Regions from separate parts of the Mus musculus genome. Here region 2 is linked to region 1. Evidence: chromatin contacts called from public promoter capture Hi-C data. All regions are on one chromosome and are shown on one strand. Each heading gives the region's core, a stretch centred on a gene start, on an enhancer-like site or on the middle of the called end of the contact. The rest is flanking DNA. Distances are from core to core; before and after follow the strand shown.

Region 1 (5,651 bases), core at 2,269-4,768:
AGATTGACTGTCCATGTGCTGGGGGGCAGGGAGTGAGGCATGAGATTGACAGTCCATGTGCTGGGGGGCGGGGAGTGAGGCATGAGATTGACAGTCCATGTGCTGGGGGCGGGGAGTGAGGCATGAGATTGACAGTCCTATGCAGTGTTAAGGAGAGTCTGGGGATGTTGAGACCAAACAACAATTTTTGTTTCCAGTTTAATTACTTCCCAGTTTTCAGGAATGGCAGCAGGAAGATCTTGAGTTCAAGGCTTGCTTGACCTACTGATTAAATTCCATTTCAATAACAAGAAAAACAACAACAAGTCGAATGTTTCCCACGTCCCAGCTCATGCCTCCGTTATGGACTGGGTCACTTAGAAGTGATGGACAAAGGACTGAAGGTATCCTGTGTGCACAGGATGTTCCAGGGACTGGAAGATGTGACGTGCACAGAAGGCCTGGGTGACTTTTACCATCCAGAGGCAGCGACATTGGGGGTCTCCATATTTCCTTCTAGTCTTTGCTGGTGCTGAGTTCTCACACACACTCCTGCAACCACAGAGGCCACTTTAGAGTGTGTGGCCTTTCTCTCCTGAGCTCCCACCGCCCTCCCGAGCTGGGTGGCTCCTCACAGGGTCTGTCCATGGCTGGCTGCACAGCTTTGTCTTTCCTCCCTCACTGCCCACAACGTACCACACAGCTCATTGCTGGCTCTTGCAGTCTGTGAGTCCCTGTCACAGCAGTCACACCCTCCACCCTAACTTCCTGCAAGGTGTACCCCTGTGCTCAGGAGTGGACCAAGCCTCCCTAGAGGTTTCATGGCTCTGATCCTCATTAGGAGAGGCTGAGCCCCTCTCCCTTCCCTCGGGATGCACGGACCCTACTTTTCCCCCTGTGAGTGTCTGCACAGATGCCAGCTTTCTCGGCCTCAGCCTCCGATGTTGCTGTCCTTGCCAGCCTGCTGTGCTGGCTTTTTGCCTGGCACAAAGTGCTTGCCACTTCTAATTTCTCAGCCTTTCTGGAGATAATTGTGTCTATGAGGTTAATCTCTGCCCTCTGCCCTTGACCCCCATAGCTCTGGTTCTTGGCATCGGCTCCGTCCATGTTGACCTTCAACCACTTACTGATGTCTCTACAGCTTGTCTAGACCTCCCCCGCCTTTTCCTGAAACGCTTCAGAGAATCTCTACTTCACCTTCTAGACCTCTGAGTCCCTTAATCACCTTTTGTCATTCATTCATTCATTCATTCATTCATTCATTCATTCATTCATTCAGCATTCCTGCCATTTATTCTGCCTTCTGAGCCCCTCTCCCTTCCCTCTGAGCATGGCAAGCCCTGTTCTCACATACCGTGACGAACAAGACAGATGTAACACCTGCCCTGTCAGGGCGTCTGGTCCACCAGAGATATCCTAGACACAGAGCAAGAGCTGGGGGCCAGCTCAGTGGGAAAGCACCTGCCTGCCTTAGGCAGAGCTTGGGCTTGTGTCCCCAGCACCCTACTCATACACACCAGTTGTCACACCACACACTCATTTGCACTTATTCACACTCACACAAACACACACACACACACACACACACACACACACACACATCACTCCCTCAGACATGGGAACAAACACACAGACACAAGCTGAGCTTGCCATGTGGCTGGGGGAGACAGGGGCTTGTTGCCTAACAGTCGGCCTCAGTCCTGGACCTTTATAGTGCTTGGAGAGAACCGACGCCCTCAGATTGCCCCCCAGCCTCACGAGTCCACACATGCACATGTAGGCACACAATAAATGAATAAATAAACAAATAAATGCAACGAAAAAACTCTTTAAGATCAGTGTGTAGTGCTGGGAGCACTGAAGCGGTTTCTCGTCAGAGCGTAAGTAGCACTGCCTCAGTGACAGCTCTCAGGCTCACGCCCAGGGCCAGCCGGTGAGCAGGCAGCTTCACCTCATCTCTTTCCAATTCTGTCTTCGGGAATTGCTGCTAGTGGCCCCAAGGGCTCACCCCAGGGGTTGAGGTTGATTTTTCTCAGCACTGGGGTCTGAATCCAGGATCTTGTCTGTGCCAGCTGAGCACTCTATACTGACACCTCTGAGCTTCTCCTTCATCCCAAAACCCCCACTGGAGAGGCTGAGGCAGGAGGATTGTGAGATTGAAACCAGTCTCGGCAACTTACTGAGGTCCTGCCTTAAAATAAAAAGGAACTGATCTAGGGCGTGTGGTTCAGTTACAGAGCCCTTGAGTTCAATTCCCAGTACTCTACAAACAAAACAAAATAAAACAGTTTGCCGTGGTGACTCATACCTGTGAGCCCAGCACGTGGGAGGCTCAAGCAGGAGGGTTTCTGGGAGCCTGAGGCCAGCCTGGATGGCTACACAGTGCGGCCCTGCGCCAAACAACACAACACAAAACAAACACAAACAAACAAATAGAACAGAGCAGGCAAGTTGCCCATCGTGCATCATGGGGCTCTGTGCTGGTCATAACCCCAAACCCCGAGTGGTTCAGTTGACCTCCATCTGGCAATAGAATGTACTTCTGATCCCCTAGACCGTTCCAGTGGTTCCAGCTACTACACCTCACCCCATGCCTCTTTCGTGTGTGTGTGTGTGTGTGTGTGTGTGTGTGTGTGTGTGTGTGTGTGTGTGTGTGTGATGTTCCGAGACAGCAGCATCTCTGTCTCCACCACTCAGAGGCACTCACAGACTCCAGTTCTGCCATCTGTCCACATACACTGCCTGGGTTCCACCTCCCACTGACATTCCCTTGTAGGTCCCCAGCTTCTTCCCTGGCCTCACGTCTCCCACGGGAGGTGGAGGATCAGTTTAGGCGGAATGGCTGGTAGGATTTTGGTGGACGTGAGAGCCAATCCTGTGGCTATGTGGTTGGATCGATCAAACCACGGCCTCTGGGAGCCGAGCCAGCCGTCTGTCTGGCAGATGATTTGGGATTTGAGAGCTGCAGGTTCAGATGGGAGGTGACAGCTGGGCTGGGTCCTGATGGTGATAAAGGAGAGGGAGACACCAGGGCACCTGACAGGACCTGACAGGGGCTATGACAGAGTGGGGTGGGGGGTGCGGAGGAGGAGGCAACCATGGAAAGTTGGCTTGGCTGACTACAGAAAACTGAAATGTGTGCCACCGGTGCTACCCCGCCCTGCCACCTCTTTCCTGGACAGTCTTCGGTTACCTCCATGTGTCTATAACCTCACCTATCTCCCAACAGCCCTGTGGAGTATTCCATTCTTCACAAACAAGCAAAGCTCCAGCTTGCCACTACCACTGTAGTCAAGGTGGTTGCCACAGCAGTTGATATCAGTGCTCTGGTCCCCAGGGAGCCCATCACCCTCCAGCCTGCCTACAGCACAGCTTTACCAGTTAGGAGGCAGTTGGACACACACACTCCTGTGTCCCCTGTTCTGAGAACTGGGTGGGGCCAGAAAGGCTGGAAAGGGAGGCGGGCCTTCAGGTGGCCTCTTCTCTTGGCATCGGAGGATCCAGCCCACTTGATTCCCTGACGCTGGTGGTAGTGGTGGCAGTGGCAATCGCTGTAGCACTTGGGCCATGGCAGAGGATGGGCCGCAGAAGCAGCAGCTGGAGATGCCGCTGGTTCTGGACCAGGACCTGACCCAGCAGATGCGGCTCCGAGTAGAGAGCCTGAAGCAGCGTGGGGAGAAGAAGCAGGATGGTGAGAAGCTGATCCGGCCGGCTGAGTCCGTCTACCGCCTCGATTTCATCCAGCAGCAGAAGCTGCAGTTCGATCACTGGAACGTGGTTCTGGACAAGCCCGGCAAGGTCACCATCACGGGCACCTCGCAGAACTGGACGCCCGACCTCACCAACCTCATGACACGCCAGCTGCTGGACCCCGCCGCCATCTTCTGGCGCAAGGAAGACTCCGACGCCATGGATTGGAATGAGGCAGACGCCCTGGAGTTTGGGGAGCGCCTTTCTGATCTGGCCAAGATCCGCAAGGTCATGTATTTCCTCATCACCTTTGGCGAGGGCGTGGAGCCTGCCAACCTAAAGGCCTCTGTGGTGTTTAACCAGCTCTGATGACAGCCCTGGCTGCCCTACCCCTGGCCCCACCTCTCCCTTGCCTGGATCTCCTTCCTCATGTGTATTTTGGGGACATTCTTCTAGCTGCTCCTCCTGTGCTCATCTTGGCCAGAGTTCCCCCGAGTGCTACATCCCCTCCTTTTCCCTGGTGCCAGTGCTGCGGCTCACAGTGATGTCCCATGGCTCCGTAGTCTAGAAGCCGGATGCTGCTACTATAGACTGTAGAGGCCTTTTGGGTCCACGTGGGAAGATGGATGGGCCCCCTGTGGTGAAGAGCGGGACTGAGAGATAAAGAGACTGACCAAGAGATGCAAACGGCCAGCACTGATTCCTCCCTTCAGGGATGGGAGACTGAGACTGGACAGGAACACCTTCCGGGGAACCTGGCAAGAAGGCGTTTGCCCTGCTGGCCAAAGCTGGAGCCAGGAGGCGAATGCCCAGCCTCTGGCAGCAGGAAGGTTCTCCTCCCAGTGTCGGCAGCAGCCCGCTGTGACCTTAGGGCCTTCAAGACACTGGGCAGGATGACAGCGGGGCTTGATCTGACTGCTTTTCCAGGTCTGGGCCTGGTTTTTATGGAGAAGTGAGAGAGCGTGTAGAAACTGAAACAACTCTAGCCACCCACGCTCATATGGGTATTGAGAGATGGCATAACTATTTGTATGGATGTGGGCCTGAGGGCTAGTCCTGGTGAGGAGTAAGGCTAACTTTAGTTTAATTATTGAGCTGGTACTGGCTTGTGGACTTGGTGGAGGTGATCCTGACTGAGGCGTCCTTGGTGCAGTGCTTTTTGAACTGGGAGACTGAGACTCGAATGGTGTAGCAGAGTTAGAGGGGTCCAGGGCTCTGAGCTAGCAACAGTGATGTCCCTGTTAGGAAGGCTGGCATTTGCTGCTCGCTGGTGTTGTGCCCTGCTGTCACCCCCCTGGGCATATCCTGGCTGTTCTCCTGGAGTGCAGACCCCTAAGTAAGGCTTGGGTGGGGGCAGTTAGGATGCCTGACGTCTGAAGTGGGCTGGAGCTATCTGACTGTGATGCCTAAACTGACAGGAAAACGGTGGCACAGTTAGCAGGTTCAGCTCTACCCCAAGTCTCATTGTCCCTCGCCTTGCACATCCTGAAAGCCTTCCATTGCCTGTTACCTAGCATCAGCCAGAGGTACCTCAGCAGTGTCCCCTGACTGTCTCAAGGCTGCCTCCCTCGGGCATACTGAAGGTAGGATCTGTCCCAGCTGGTGAGCTGCCAGGACTGCAAACCCCAGCTCAGGTGCAGGATTCTGGAGGCAGGAGATAGGCTGTGGTACCGGTGTCTCTTGAGCCGGTGCCTCTGCTCCATAACATGCTTGCCGAAGCACTGGCCGGTGCTTCTGGACTCTGCTGACTCTAGGGAGCCACACCCAGACAGTGCCTCTGCCTTTCTGCTTCTCTTCCTGACCTCTCCCTACAGCTTTAGAGACCCCTTTGGTTCACACTGCCTGTGCCCCAACTCTGCCTCACTCGGATCCGTCTGCCCTGTGGGGACATGAGTGTCTCTGTTGTGCCTGTTTCACAATAAAGACTGTGTGCCCTCCCCTCTGTGGTGTGGTGTGTGTGCCTCCGTGGTGTGGTTTGCACA
Region 2 (5,651 bases), core at 2,089-4,588, 390 kb after region 1:
TTCAAATGTTATTCCCTTTCCTGGTTTCTCCTCTGAAACTCCCCTATCCCCCACCCCCATCCCCTGCTCACCAACCCACCCACTCCTGCTTCCTGGCCCTGGCATTCCCCTATACTGGGGTTTAGAACCTTCACAGGACCTAGGGCCTCTCCTCCCATTGATGACTGACTAGGCCATCCTCTGCTACATATGCAGCTAGAGCCTCAAGTCCCACCATGTGTTTTATTTGGCTGGTGGTTTAGTTCCCGGGAGCTCTGGGGGTACTGGTTAGTTCATATTGTTGTTCCTCTTATAGGGCTGCAAACCCCTTCAGCTCCTTGGGTACTTTCTCTAGCTCCTCCATTGGGGACCCTGTGCTCCGTCCAATGGATGAGCATCCACTTCTGTATTAGCCAGGCACTGGCAGAGCCTCTCAGGAGGCAGCTATATCAGGCTCCTGTCAGCAAGCACTTATTGGCATCTACCTCTTCGAGTTTGACAGGGTTTCTCTGTATAGCTTTGGCTGTCCTGGAACTCACTTTGTAGACCAGGGTGGCCTCGAACTCAGAAATCCGCCTGCCTCTGCCTCTGCCTCCCAAGTGCTGGGATTAAAAGTGTGCGCCACCACCGGCCAAAAAAACCAAGGTAATGTCCTCATTCTGTAAATTAACTTTGAGTTTTTACTTTTTTTTCTTTTCTTTTTCTTTTTTGTTTGTTTTTTAGTAGGAATGTCAAGTAGATTGCATCAATATGGCAGTGTGGTGGAAGAAGTGGAGAGGGAAGAGGAAGATGTCTTTCAGCTACTCACAGAATCAGAAACTATTCCCCCAGTGAGTCAGCAAAGTGGTTCACCTTCCTCAGATGCAAAAGAACACCCGCAGCTGCTCAGCGCTCTGCTCTGCTCGCTGTACCTGCCGAGGTGCCAGCTCAGGTGTGGGCAGTAATGAAAAGCATAAGCTCTCACCTCCCAGAAGCCCTTCCTTCCATGAGCTCACCGCTGCCTCCAGGTGTGATCGCTGCAGCCAGATGTGCTTCAGCCCCACTGTGGCCAGTGATGAAGCTGGAGAGCAGCAGGTGGCCAGAGCCAGGACTTGGATATCAGGAGTCAGGCTGAACTGTCCATGGAGCATCTCGGTTCTGCCTCTCCCATGCTTCCATTTCTTTTTTAATCTTTTCTTTCTTTTTTGTTTTTTTCTTTCCTCCCGTTCTCTCTCTCTCTCTCTCTCTCTCTCTCTCTCTCTCTCTCTCTCTCTCTCTCTCTCTCTCTCTCGTTTGGTTTGTCGTTGTTGTTGTTTTGAGACAGGATTTCTTTCCTTGTCTAGTCTTGGCTGTCCTGGAGCTCAGTTAGTACACCAGGCTGGCCTTGAACTCACAAAGATCCTACTGCCTCTGCCTCCTGAGTGCTGGGATAAAAGGCATGTGCCACCACGCTCCAGCTTCTATTTTTCATTTTAAAGTGTTAATGTGCTTTATTATTGTGAATGTGCATGGGGGAAGAGGGTCACATGCCACAGCAGGTGCCAGGTCAGAGCAGAACTTGCTGGAGTTGGTCCTCTCCTTTCAAAGCCTTTACAAAAGTTCCAAAGACTAAATTCAGGATTGGATGGCAAACACCTTTACCTGTTAACCATCTAGCTGGTCCCACACTACCATTTTATTATGAAGTCTTTAATCAACAACATTAGACAGGATTGTATAAAAGTACATATCTCCCATTTTCAACACTTACCAGGACTGCCTACCACCACACATGCACGTCTGCTTTATCCGAGTAGACATTTTAAGGTGAATCCCAGACCTCCTGTAATCTCCTCCCTCAATACTTCACATGCAGATATTCCTACACATCACAGCCAAGAAAATGCTTTAAAAACTCACAGTACTCCAGTGCATCTGTTTCTTAGCTTTTGCTTTCAGAAATCTAAAGAAGCCGGACGTGGTGGCACGCTCCTTTAATCCCAGCACTTGGGAGGCAGAGGCAGGCGGATTTCTGAGTTCGAGGCCAGCCTGGACTACAAAGTTAGTTCCAGAACAGCTAGGTTTATATAGAGAAACCCTGTCTCGGGAAAAAAAAAAAAATCTAAAGAAATGCCATTTTGTGACATCTTATTAAAATCAGGATTCAAACAAGGGTTCTTGCATGCATTTGAATATAATTTTTATTTATTTATCGTGTATGTGTTGGGGGAGGGGAGGCACACGAACCACATATGAATGTGGAGATCACAGAACAACTCTGTGGAGTGAGGTCCTTCCTTCCACCTTTCTGTGGGTTCAGGCAACTGAACTCAGGTTGCCAAGTATGTGTGGCAAGTGCCGTTACCCGACACCTGACGAGCCATCTCCGCAGCCCCAGCTTTTGAATTTTAAAATCTAGGACAATTCCCCTCATTCCACCTACATCCCTTGGTGTATTTGTTTCTTCTTGTGATGTTGATGCGATGATTAAACTAGTTCAGTTGCTTCATGGTCCACCTCATAGTCTGAATTTATCCACTTGTGTCTTTGTGCTGTCACTTAACCTCGAGCCTCTGGGGCTGAGAATGTAGGATACAGCTGGCAAGAAGGACAGACAGACAGACAGACAGACAAAAGAACGTGTGACTCTGCAGCAGTATAGGCTGGGTTTGGAAAGAGGCTGCAGAAGGGAGATCTCTAGTCCAAGAAACCAGGGAGCCTGTTGTGGGGTCATGGGCGAGGGTGGTTATAAGGCAGAAAGGGGAAAGGGAAGGTGCTGAAGATTTCACACTGTGTGGCCAGGTTGCCTAAGGGCCTAAAGAAATACGTGCAGTAAGGAGGCCTCTTGTGATTCCTGCACCTGGACCAGCCGGAACCCGGGGCAAGCCTTACATCATGGGTTACGTCACCTTATTGATCTCATTCCTAACAGACAATGGAAGAATTTCTTCTTGCCCAAACCTCCCAGTGGTTTGAACCAGAAGCTTTATAGTGGGATGATGGGAGAGCCGCAAGGACAAAGGCCAATTGTTGGCAATTGTTGGCCTCCCCTGAGCCAAGAGTGGTTTACAAAGCGATCTTTCTGAGGAGTCTGCCTGGGACTGATTGTACCGCGCATGTCAGGTGCTCTTACATAAGGCAGGGCCAGACCTCCCCCGCCCCCAGTCCCCATTTTGAAACCATCTTTCTCCTGCACCGTCCTCTTGAAAAGCCACCAGGACAACAGGAGGGGAAAGTGAACTTCTCCACCCGCTTCTTTCCTCACCCACCTTTTCATCCCCACATCCACTGGGATTTCTTTTGAGAGAAGGTTTTATTGTTTGGTTCTCTCAGGATCCCACCTCACAGGATCTTTGCGGGCTTTTCACAAATAAAACTGTGACTCACCCAGCCCTCTGCTGTGTTCAGCCCTGACAACGGCAGCTGTGTCACCGTCCTCCAGCCACCCAGGCAGACAGCAGAGAGCAGCCGGACTCTTTTCTCCACTGAGGCTGATATTTTCTCTAAATCAAACCACACCTCAGTTTGTTAAGAAATCAGTGGGACCAGAGAAGACAGTCCCTCTCGGCATGCAGCTTAGAAACGTAGAAAAAGCCAAGAATACTGGGGTCTTAGTATAAAACAAAACAACAATAAAACAAAACCAAAATTAAAAAAAAAAAATCCTCCTGTGACGTTATAGAGGGACGTTAGAACCGTTGCAGTATTGCCAGATTCTAGCATATATAAATGCCCACAGCTGGGAGCAAATGCATAGGAATGAAATTTATGAAACCATATCTACAGAGCCTCATGAACTGACATAAAATGCTATAGGCATTTCTCCGTTGCCTTGCGAGTGTGAGGACCTGAGTTTGATTCCCAGAGCCCATGTAAAAACGCCAAACATGGTGGCATGAGCCTGTGATCTCAGCGCTGGGAAGATAGACACAGGGATCTTTGTGGTTCCTGGGCTAGCCAGTTAGACGATTCTGTGAGTTCCAGGACAATGGAGACACGTTTCAAAGGAGGTAGACAGCTTTGCCCTCTGGCCTCTATAACTGCACACACACACACACACACACACACACACACACACACACACACACAGGTGCTCTATAGTATAAATCAAAAGGAGATTTCAGAGCAAAGAGTACGATTCCATTTTGGGGGACCAAGTACACACCTTTAATCCCAGCACTCAGGAGGCCGAGGCAGGTTGCTCTCTAGTCTCCAGAGTGAGTTCTAGGATACCAGGGCTACACAGAGAAAGTATCTAAAAAAAAAAAAATCCACTTTTGTTTTAAATATATACATGATTACAGATGCATATGCCTGCATATATTTAAAGACTAAAAAAAAAAAAACTGTCTGGAAAAATACAGGCTAAAGTTTTAATTTAAGCAGATTCCTCCCATAGAAAGAACACTGGGAAGTTTGCAACGGAAAGTTCACCTCTGCTTCATATACTTCTATATTTTTACATCTATTTTTAAAACCAACAAGGTAAAAAGAAAAAAAAAAAGAATAGTTAGATTGCTGTAAAGTAATTAAGACTGTATGCTGCACTTCCTGTGTGCCTGGCACGGGATGTGCACTTGACACGTGGACTCACTTGTTCCTTCAACATTCTGAAACACGAAGTACCCACGCTTGTGCCCCATGTTTGTGCCCAGAAGCCAGCCAGTGACTTGCCCAAAGCAATGTGGTGAGAGAGGGACAGAGCTGGAAATCAAACCAGACCTTTCTGACTGCCAAGCGCAAGCTCCTCCCACTGGCCGAGGACCACCCCTGCAGCGGGTCCTGGAGCACCATTTGGGCCAATTAACACACTGCCCTGTAGGTAGGTTTATTTTTAAACTTTACAGTGTGGAAATTTTCAAACATACACAGAAGAGTCAGGAAGTGATATAACGAACCACCAGTTATTTTAATGTTCTATTATGGCGTTATTATCCTGCATACATTATTTTTTTTAACTTTGATTATTTTGTGGGAAGGAGTGCACATGCTTATACATGTGGGTGGAACACTGGGTCTCCTCTTCCTGCGCTTTCTGCCTGCTGCTCTGCTGCTCCATGGTAGGATCTCTTCCTGACCCGGGAATTTCTCAGCTCTGCTGCGACCAGCAAGCCGCAGTGACCTGCCTGCCTCCGTTTCCCTCAGAGACAAGGTTATGATTGTCTTTGGATTCCTATTATTGTGATAAAACACCATGACCAAAAGCAACTTCAGGAGAAAAGGGTTTATTAGACCTACACATCACTGTGCATCACGGAGGATGTCGGAGCAGGAACTCAAGGCAAAAGCCTGGAGGCAGCGGCAGATGCAGGACCATGGAGAGATGCTGCTTACTGGCTTGCTCGCCATGGCTTGCTTGGCCTGCCCAAGGTGGCCACACCCACTCTAATCTGGATTCTCTCATATCAATCATCCACCAAGAAAATGCCCTACCGGCTTGTCCACAGGCCAGTCTGGTAGGGGTCAATGTGCACAAGGGAAAATTCTCCCAGCCATCCCTCCACCCACTCTCCAGCCCCGCCCATCCAGCTTCCTACCTTTGTTGTACAGTTTCCAATCTCCTCTACCTGTGACTGCTGCAGCACTCACATCCAGTCCCGTTCCCAGTGATACAGGCCGTTCAACACCCCTGTGCTTTGTACTACCTGGTAGAGACTGGAAATTATTCTGCAACATCAGAACAGCATGACTATGCTAGGGGCTCAAACTAATGT

The links. Promoter capture Hi-C pulls out the DNA fragments that hold promoters and counts their contacts.
Region 2: a promoter capture Hi-C map of embryonic stem cells shows a contact between it and region 1, with 2.8 times the contacts expected there. The contact joins the enhancer-like site here to the promoter of Omp in region 1. A contact is called at or near these places in 1 of 39 promoter capture datasets (embryonic stem cells), 1 of 15 datasets of contacts at CTCF or cohesin (large pre-B cells), 4 of 484 Hi-C or Micro-C datasets (the N1E-115 cell line, Sertoli cells, embryonic limb bud and 1 more), 11 of 115 datasets of contacts at active chromatin or transcription factors (the 230-238 cell line, bone marrow-derived macrophages, embryonic basal ganglia and 4 more) and 1 of 9 other capture datasets (liver).

The regions. Positions count from the first base shown.
Region 1 is chr7:98,143,314-98,148,964 of GRCm38.p6, reverse strand. It overlaps Omp (olfactory marker protein), which reads left to right and starts at 3,518. Exons shown (of 1, transcript NM_011010.2): 1 at 3,518-5,606. The coding sequence starts at 3,547. The coding sequence ends at 4,038. The region is part of intron 3 of Capn5 (calpain 5); the gene reads left to right.
Region 2 is chr7:97,754,853-97,760,503 of GRCm38.p6, reverse strand. It overlaps Gm39050 (a long non-coding RNA gene), which reads left to right. Exons shown (of 3, transcript XR_869802.2): 3 at 706-1,180. Among named protein-coding and RNA genes, the nearest start is that of Aqp11, 19 kb to the right of the region's middle. Within about 2 kb of position 3,338, at least 116 of the 459 cell types and tissues checked have an H3K27ac peak or open chromatin away from gene starts, as enhancers often do. A contact at or near this core is called in the N1E-115 cell line, Sertoli cells, embryonic stem cells and 1 more, where this site is marked.